Linked DNA regions of Mus musculus: region 2 is linked to region 1. A link is a contact called in public promoter capture Hi-C data. All regions are on one chromosome and are shown on one strand. The core of a region is the stretch at or near the end of the contact, and the rest is flanking DNA. Distances in the headings are between cores, read along the strand shown.

Region 1 (3,979 bases), core at 797-3,296:
GCCATCCAGTACTGTCCTTGGCAAGAGCAACCAGTGCTCTTAACCACTGAGCCATCACTCTAGCATCTGATACGTGTGATGGTTGTTGTTTGTTTGTTTGTTTTTCCCCTAGTAGCATAACTGAGGGGACAAGGTAAAGTGGAACAAGGTAGCTCCTAAACCCAGCCGTGGTGCTAGTGTAAAAGGTCCATGGGTGGGATTAACCGGGCATTCATAGAAATCCATGCCTGCATTCTTCCAGATGCCTAGTAATCTAGAGACCCACCGCTCCCTCTCCCCCTTTCTTATTAGCGTAACCGAAATGGACTCTCTGAGATGTGCCAGAGAAGATGGAGAGAATCTAACTGGAGAAAGAATTGGCAAGCCCAGATTGGACTTCAGCTTGGAGTCTCCTCTCAGATAGGAATCCCTTACTGACACTTGCCCAAAGCTCCCTGAGCCTGTGTTTTTGAGCCTGTTAAAATCCACCCATTAGGCAAGGCTACCATGTGCTTGCCATATCCATAACTCATATACATACCCTAAAGTTGCCAGCTAAATTATAAGATGCCCAGCTGAACTTTGTCTCAATTGATCACGTCTAGTATGCCTGTCCCACACACCATATGACATCCACCCATGTTGGACAACTGTTAATGTGATTCTGAAGTTTAGTTGAGGACTGTACTTTTATTGGCTATCTCTAGTAACTCCCTCCCACTCTCCTTCAGAATCTCTTCTATGGGCCACCAAAGCTTGTCCACATTTTGTCTTGTTCCTACTGAGAATTTACATTGTAGGCCATGTAGGTAGACTGAAAGCTCTCAGAGGACAAAGCTCAAGCTCCAGGCATCACTTCTGAGGAGACTCCCCCACTGCATAGTTAAGCAAACCCATCTCCAATTCTGCTCCCAGCCGCCTCTGGCACAGGGATTGTCTGCCCAAGGGAAGGGTGGCTTTTTCTCATTGGTCTTTCTCCCCAGAGATGGGTGCCCCCTTTTCATTGGTTAGTTGGAAGCTATGGGGGAAGAGGGTGCTGTTTCCAATTATTGCCGCAGGGAACGCCTGTTTATAAAGATGGGGATGTGTAGGCAAAGAATTTTTTCCAATTCCTCTACCCCAGTAGCGTCTTTCTAATAGCACAAGACTTTGAGGGTAGTTGAGGCCCTGAGCCTCGGGTTATAACACTGCATTACTTTTTTTTGTTTAGCGTTTAATAGAGTTCAGATTATTTTTACAACCCTCATCCGACCCCAGAAAGATGAAGTCCAAATGTCCTGGGTTCATTTGCATTTTACATATGAGTGGACTGAGATAGCAACCTGTGCTCACTCTCCAAGATAACACTTTTGCTCAGTATGTGTGGAGCAAAGGCTGTCAGAGAAGTCTTTCCACTCTGTTCTTACACACTGTATAGGCTATACAGTCTTTTGCTCTGTGTGCCCTTCATGTTCATACTGTTCTGGGAACTAAATGCCAGATACTCTCCTACTGATGAAGATCATCGACACTTGAAGTCGATGATCCTTTACCATGGGTGGCACCACTGAGCCCTGCTGTTTGTGTTCTGACTGATACCAGGCATCATGCAAGCTTACTAATGTACAGGCATGATCTCATTGAATCTTCCCTCAAACGCCAAAATCTATGTATGTATGTATTATCCCCATTTTCCCGTGATAAGAGGTTCAGAAAAGGTGACAAGACCACACAGCTTTCTGGTGGCTGGGTCGCAGAGCATTTGACTCAGAGCATTTCCAAAGGAGCCCTTCTCAAACTCAAGCCCCAGCTCCCTGACCCCAGTCCTGGCTTCTCTTCCCGCAGTCAAGTGTCTTGCCCCTCGCTTGACTGAAATAGGCCTCAATAGGCCAGGACCCCTCTTTACCAAAGTCTTAAATAACTGAAGGACTAGGAGTCCTATCCTCCCGCGCCCTTTTTGGGAAACTGGAACCAAGCACAGAGTTGCGGCAGGAGCCGGGAGCGGCTACACCGCTGGCGGAAGAGGCTAGGGCTGGCAGCCGGGTTGGTGGGTGGGGCGGCGGCCGGCACTCCCGCCCCTCTCCGCCCCCTCGGTCCTCCGGTTGACTGACCCACAGGCAGGCATCGCGGGTGCCGGACAACCTCGGGCGGCGGTGGAACCAGGCGCTAGGGACCCTGGGGACCTGGTGGGTCCGCACGCGGGCCGCGACGAACTGGCATCCGTGGGAGTCGGGCACAGCTGACCACCACCCCCCAGCAGCTCGCTGCGATGGTGGCTGGCGTGAGTCTCCTGCTGCGCGCCCTGCCGCTGCTGCTGTGGGGCTGCCAGGACGCACAGCCCACCCAGCACGGACTCCCGGAGCTGCGCCAGGAGGCAGAGGTACCGGGTGTGCCTGGCGGAGAGGGGGACATCACCCGCGGTCCCCTCTGAGCGACCATTTGTGTCCCTTTGCCCTGACAGCTTACAAAGAAAGAGACAGGACAGAGTTACTCCCTAAGCCAGAGTTGTTGGGACTACACAGGCCTGCAATCCCGCATTAACTAGCAGGGTCAGGACACAGCTACCAGACAGGACGGGCAGGCTAGAGCCCGGAGAGAACCCCACCTTCACCGCTAAGCTGAGGTGACAAGCTGCTCACCGATCAAATGTCTCCACACCTTGAGTGCCTTGCAGAGGGTACTGCTGACTGACCAGAGTGACTGTGGCCTCCTGGCTTGCACTTTCCTACTTATTGAAAGCAAGCCTTTTAAACTGCTCAAAACTAGTTCGATCTGTCACATGGGACTGCAGAGGCGAGTATTAGGGAGCTTTAAATAGTGGTTTTGGACTAAAAGTGAGAAAAGAGGAAGAGACAGGTGAACCTCAAAAGATTTCTCATTTCATTTTCCTCGGTTCTGCTTGGCGCGGGTAGCACAGTGGAACCTTTGTGAGGTGAAGTGAGGTTGGTGTAAAGGGTGTGTTTTCTACTTTGTGATTGCACTAGCAACAATTTCACGTGTGTGCGCATACACACACAGATAGACAGACAGACAGACACACCAAGAAGCATCTGTTTCTTTTCTCAAGAATAGGACCTAGGTCTCCATCCACTATTGTAAGAAGAGACGGGAATAAGCTTTCAACATTTGAGTCCAGCTTCTGTGCCCAGACTTGCTCCCCTGCCCTGCTTCTCCTATTTTCACTAGCTCCCATCACTGCTGGGGAATATCTGGAAACGACCTTGTCTTGACAGGTAATCCTCTCGGGCTCATTCAGCTCTCCCTTTGCAATAGAGGAGGCAACGCTCCCCTTTCACATATAAGGATTCGCTTGTCTCTCTGGATTTACTCTTACAGCATCAAGAGTCCTAAGGTCCCAGGGAAGGCTTCTGCCTACAAAGCCAAGTCTTGCTATGAGTCCCACCCCGCTTCCCCTTAGGCAATCCCTGGCAGAGGAACAGAGACCGTATCTCTGCTGCCCATGCCTGTGGTGGCCCCAGATGGTGAGAATTTCATCTTGGGGTGTGCTTGGGAAACTTAGTATCTAGCAGACTGAGTCCCTTTTGATCTGTTTAACATAAATTGGGGGAAGGGGATTTTAAGCTTTGGGCAAAAAAAAAAGTTTTAAAAGTATACATGCGCCGGGTGTGGTGGCGCACACCTTTAATCCCAGCACTTGGGAGGCAGAGGCAGGCGGATATCTGAGTTCGAGGCCAGCCTGGTCTACAGAGTGAGTTCCAGGACAGCCAAGGCTACACAGAGAAACCCTGTCTCGAAAAAACCAAAAAAAAAAAAAAGTATACATGCTCTGGAAATGTATAGTGTGCATCTCTGTGTGTCTGTGTATTGTTTACAGACCTGCATGTACACCAGGGTAAGTCACTTAACCAGCAGGCACCCATAATGCCTGTTTCACAAGATTGATGTATGGTTTCGTTGAAATTATGTATCTTAGACACTCACCACACTACCTAGTACATTGAAAGGAATTTGTACAAAGAAGTTGTTCTCAGTGTTATTGATGTTAGAATTATCTGTATTG
Region 2 (3,979 bases), core at 727-3,226, 730 kb before region 1:
TTTTTTAAAGAAAAAAATAGGATTTAGTTGTTGGTAGGAGGTTAGATGGCTCAGTAAAATGTACTTGCCACCAAGTCTGAAGATCTGAGTTCCACAAAATAAAAGGACTCCTGAAAGTTGACTTCCACATATGTAAGCTCAATTCCCCCCCCCCCCATATGTGAGGTATGTATGTCTTCTCTCCCCCACTCCCTCACAGACACAGACACAGACACACACAGTAAATGTATAAAAAATTAAGAAATTTAGTTTTTGGTTCAATATCTACAAACAGCCAGATATATTCTGGGAAAGCAGGAAAAGTACTAAGTAACTAGGTAAACCCACAAAGCCAAAAGTCACACAGAATCTCCAAAGCATTTCACCTATGCACATGAAGGAACTAAGTAAAGCAAGGACCAGCTGAGCTTGTTTCAGAAGCTTCTGATCATTTCCACTTCCCCGAATCTCAGGAGGCCAGCAACCAGCCGGACCAAAGGCTACGGAGGCCGGCTACCAGCCGGACCAAAGGCTACGGCTCGCTCTCCAGCAAGGGTCAGGTTCCAGGCTGGAGAATACCAACAAGAGGAAAAGGTACCCTTACCACACTAAAGCTGGGTACATGAAGTAAACATAGTAAGACCTCACAGGAGCTTTTGTAGACTCTGAACAGCTGAAACACTGGGGTTGGGTAGGATGGAGGTGTTAGAGAATGCAGGGACCTTAAGCTTGCAACACTGAGGTGCCTAAGTTTCCCACCAGATGGTCCTTCGATGCAGCTAACAGTCAGTAAGGCCCAAACTGTCACAAGCTCTCATCACCTCTTCCATCCACCTTCTAAAATACAAGCAGGCAACTAAGTATTATTATTACCAGATGTCTGAAAAAGTATCCAAATGAAAGAATCAAGAACAAATAACCACTTGTAAAGTCAAAAACCACATAACCAAAGAGTATGAAAAACAAAATATAACTATGGGGATAAAATAGAAAGATAGAAGGGCTCAATTCCACTTCTGTGTTTACTCCCTCCAGTCACAAAACCCTAGTCAGTCCATGAGAAAATACTAGACCAATTCAAATTGAAGGACAGTCTTCAAACTTGAAAGTCACTGAGAAAGGTTAAAAACTTTCACAGAGAAAGTACATAACCACCACACTCAAAGCAGTACCATGATTGAGCTACCTGACAGGAAAACCCTATGTGGGTAGAGGGGTAAAGTCTGAAAAATGTCTGCAGCAAACAATACTCTCTAATGAGAATTTCTACTGCTTCTTGTGTGTGTGTGTGTGTGTGTGTGTGTGTGTGTGTGTGTGTGTGTGTGTGTGTGTTGGGACTGAGCAACCCAAAGCCTCCAGAGGCTGGGTAAATGTCCTGTCAGTAAGCACACGCAATATCCAATGTTAACTTCTTAGGTTTGATAAAGGTACTGTGACCATGTGAGATGTCCGTACTGAGTGAAGCTTAGTCAAAAGTGTGCAGAGCTCTCTGTGGAATATTCCCACTCAACTTTTCTTTAAGTCTAAAATTACTACCTAAAAAAGTCAAAATCTAAAGAGCTATCATTGCTATCCTAAGGCATCTAAGAGAGAATATTACATATGCAAAACACAAATGGTATACTTTTAAAAGAAATACTAAAAATAACAAATATATACATGTGTTGGCACAGGCCTGTGATTCCAGGAGGCTCACATCAAGTTCAGGGCTAGCCTTGACTACACAAAAAGTCTCTGTCTCAGAAAAAAAAAATACAAAGAAAAAAAACCTAGAAATAATTTCTTTTATTTTTTACTACAGTATCTCATTGTTACAAAGGCTGATCTCAATTTTGTGGGCTCGAGTGAGTGATCTCATATTTAAGTTTACATTTAAAGATGAATATTACTTGTTACAGTTTGTTCATTTATTTGTCTGTGTCCATATACAAGTGTGTGTGTGTGTGTGTAAGTTAAAAGACAACCTGAGGGAGTCTGATCCTCCTCCCACCACTTGAGTCCTGGGGTTGAAACTCAAACACTCAGGCTTGGCCAGAAAGTGCCCTTACCCACTACTGAGCCATCTCACTGGCCCAGAAATAATTCTTAAAGCTTAAAAACAAAAAAAATAAATAAATAAGTAGTAAGAAAGATTTTTTAATTAAAAAAAAGCAGTAAAAACATATCTGTGGATCATAACACTCCCTGACAAAATACATGAATATTTTTAAAACTTAAAGTTAAAAATATAATTGCAGCAATAAAAATACTTACTACAAAAAGATAAAAGATACAACTATGGAAATGTACTCATGAATCAGAAAAAGTTAAGGAGATAAACAATAAGAAACAAAGAAAGTTAAAGAGCCTACTAAAAAGGCCCAATTATGAAAAACAGCTCCCAAAAGAACAAAATCAAGGGCAAATAATAATAATAGTAATAATAATAATACAATTCAATTAAAAACTTCCCCGTATGAGAGGGCATGACTTTCAAATTAAGACGGGTCGCTAATAAGCTGTATGAGTAGATCTATGGTAGAGTCCTTGCCTAGTATCCATGAAGCCCTGGGTTCAATCCCCAGATAGGAAAAGAGAAAGACAGAGAGACAGAGACAGAGACAGAAAGAGAGAGACAGGGAGAGTGTGTGTGTCCATAGAGTACCTATCACAAAAAGAACACAAGAGAAGATCTGATAAACTTCCAGAGAGGAAAAAAAGTGTCTTCATGCAAATAGTCAAGATTCAGGATGCTGGTGGGCCAGCTGTGGCAGGCTTTTAATCTCAGCTACTCATGAAGCCGAGGCAAGACAACACAGTGAGTTCAAAGTCTGAGTACAGTTAGACACTATCTCACTTTTTAAAAAAAAAAAAAAGCCCAGAAAAAAAAGCCTTGTGACGCGCACCTTTAATCTCACTACTCAGGAGGCAGAGGCAGGCATAGATTGCTGTGAGTTTGAGGCTAACTTGATCTATGTGTTAAGTTTCAGGATAGCTCCCATCTCCAAAAAAAAAAAAAGGAAAAAGGAAAAGGTATTGAGTAAGTAAGGAGATGAGTAAGAAATATTAAATGGAAATATAAATCACATATTTTTACATTTATGTTAAATGAGGGGGTAGCATAAGTGAGTGAACTTGAACCAGAAAATGTCCTAATTATTAAAAGAAATAAGCAGAAGTATGTATGAGTTCTTCAGCTTAGTTTGAAATGACTCATAAAAAAATAATACATACACATAATAATAGGAGAGCAGTAAAGCAAATGTGACAAAATGTTAAAAATGGATGAATCTAGATCAAGGGAACATTGATATTTATTGCATTATTCTTTGTAAGCTGAAATTTTTTAAATAAAAAGTTAAAAATTATTTTCCTCCCATGTATTCTTTCTCAAGATGCCACTAAAGACTATTCCCCACAAAAGTGGGGGAAATAAACCAAGTGTGTGGAAGCTGTGGGACATGAATTCTCCAGCCCAGAAAAGACAGGAAAGAAATCCCTAGCGTGATAGTGACGAGGGGGCCAGGATGACCATGAAGTGCCAGATGCAAGAGGCAAGCGATTTAGGCTGGAGTCAGCCAGGAGTCTGAGCGATATTTTATAGATGAAAATTAATGTACTATTTGGCTCCTACCAGTGTCCTGAGAAAGTGGTACACTCACAGAAAGCTACCAACAGAAATGAAGACCATTATTACCTTCAAAGTAATAACTGTACAGGATACAACTAAACCCTGTACAGCATTTACCTATTCGTAATATAAACTTACTGATAAAAATAAGACTATAATCTATTGTAAGATATCAGTAGGCAATGCTTACTCTTTGTGAGAAATAAAGATACAATCAGGTAAGCATGTTGTTCAAAAAAGATATCTGCCCAGAGAAGCTAAAGTAGGATTTTAATCAACTTTGTGAACCAAGTAACTTTTTAAGCTATGTGCAAGGGGTTAGAAATGGGGCTAAGGGGCTGGAGAGATGGCTCAATGGTTAAGAGCATCTACTACTCTTCCAGAGATCCT

The links. Promoter capture Hi-C pulls out the DNA fragments that hold promoters and counts their contacts.
Region 2: a promoter capture Hi-C map of the C10 cell line shows a contact between it and region 1, with 2.4 times the contacts expected there. The contact joins the enhancer-like site here to the promoter of Mmp28 in region 1. A contact is called at or near these places in 3 of 39 promoter capture datasets (the C10 cell line, cranial neural crest and pre-B cells) and 4 of 115 datasets of contacts at active chromatin or transcription factors (bone marrow-derived macrophages, large pre-B cells, pancreatic cancer cells and 1 more).

The regions. Positions count from the first base shown.
Region 1 is chr11:83,461,107-83,465,085 of GRCm38.p6, reverse strand. It overlaps Mmp28 (matrix metallopeptidase 28 (epilysin)), which reads left to right and starts at 2,046. Exons shown (of 8, transcript NM_001320300.1): 1 at 2,046-2,338. The coding sequence starts at 2,228.
Region 2 is chr11:84,187,573-84,191,551 of GRCm38.p6, reverse strand. It overlaps a transcript of Acaca not described here. Among named protein-coding and RNA genes, the nearest start is that of Acaca, 5.9 kb to the left of the region's middle. Within about 2 kb of position 1,976, at least 6 of the 459 cell types and tissues checked have an H3K27ac peak or open chromatin away from gene starts, as enhancers often do.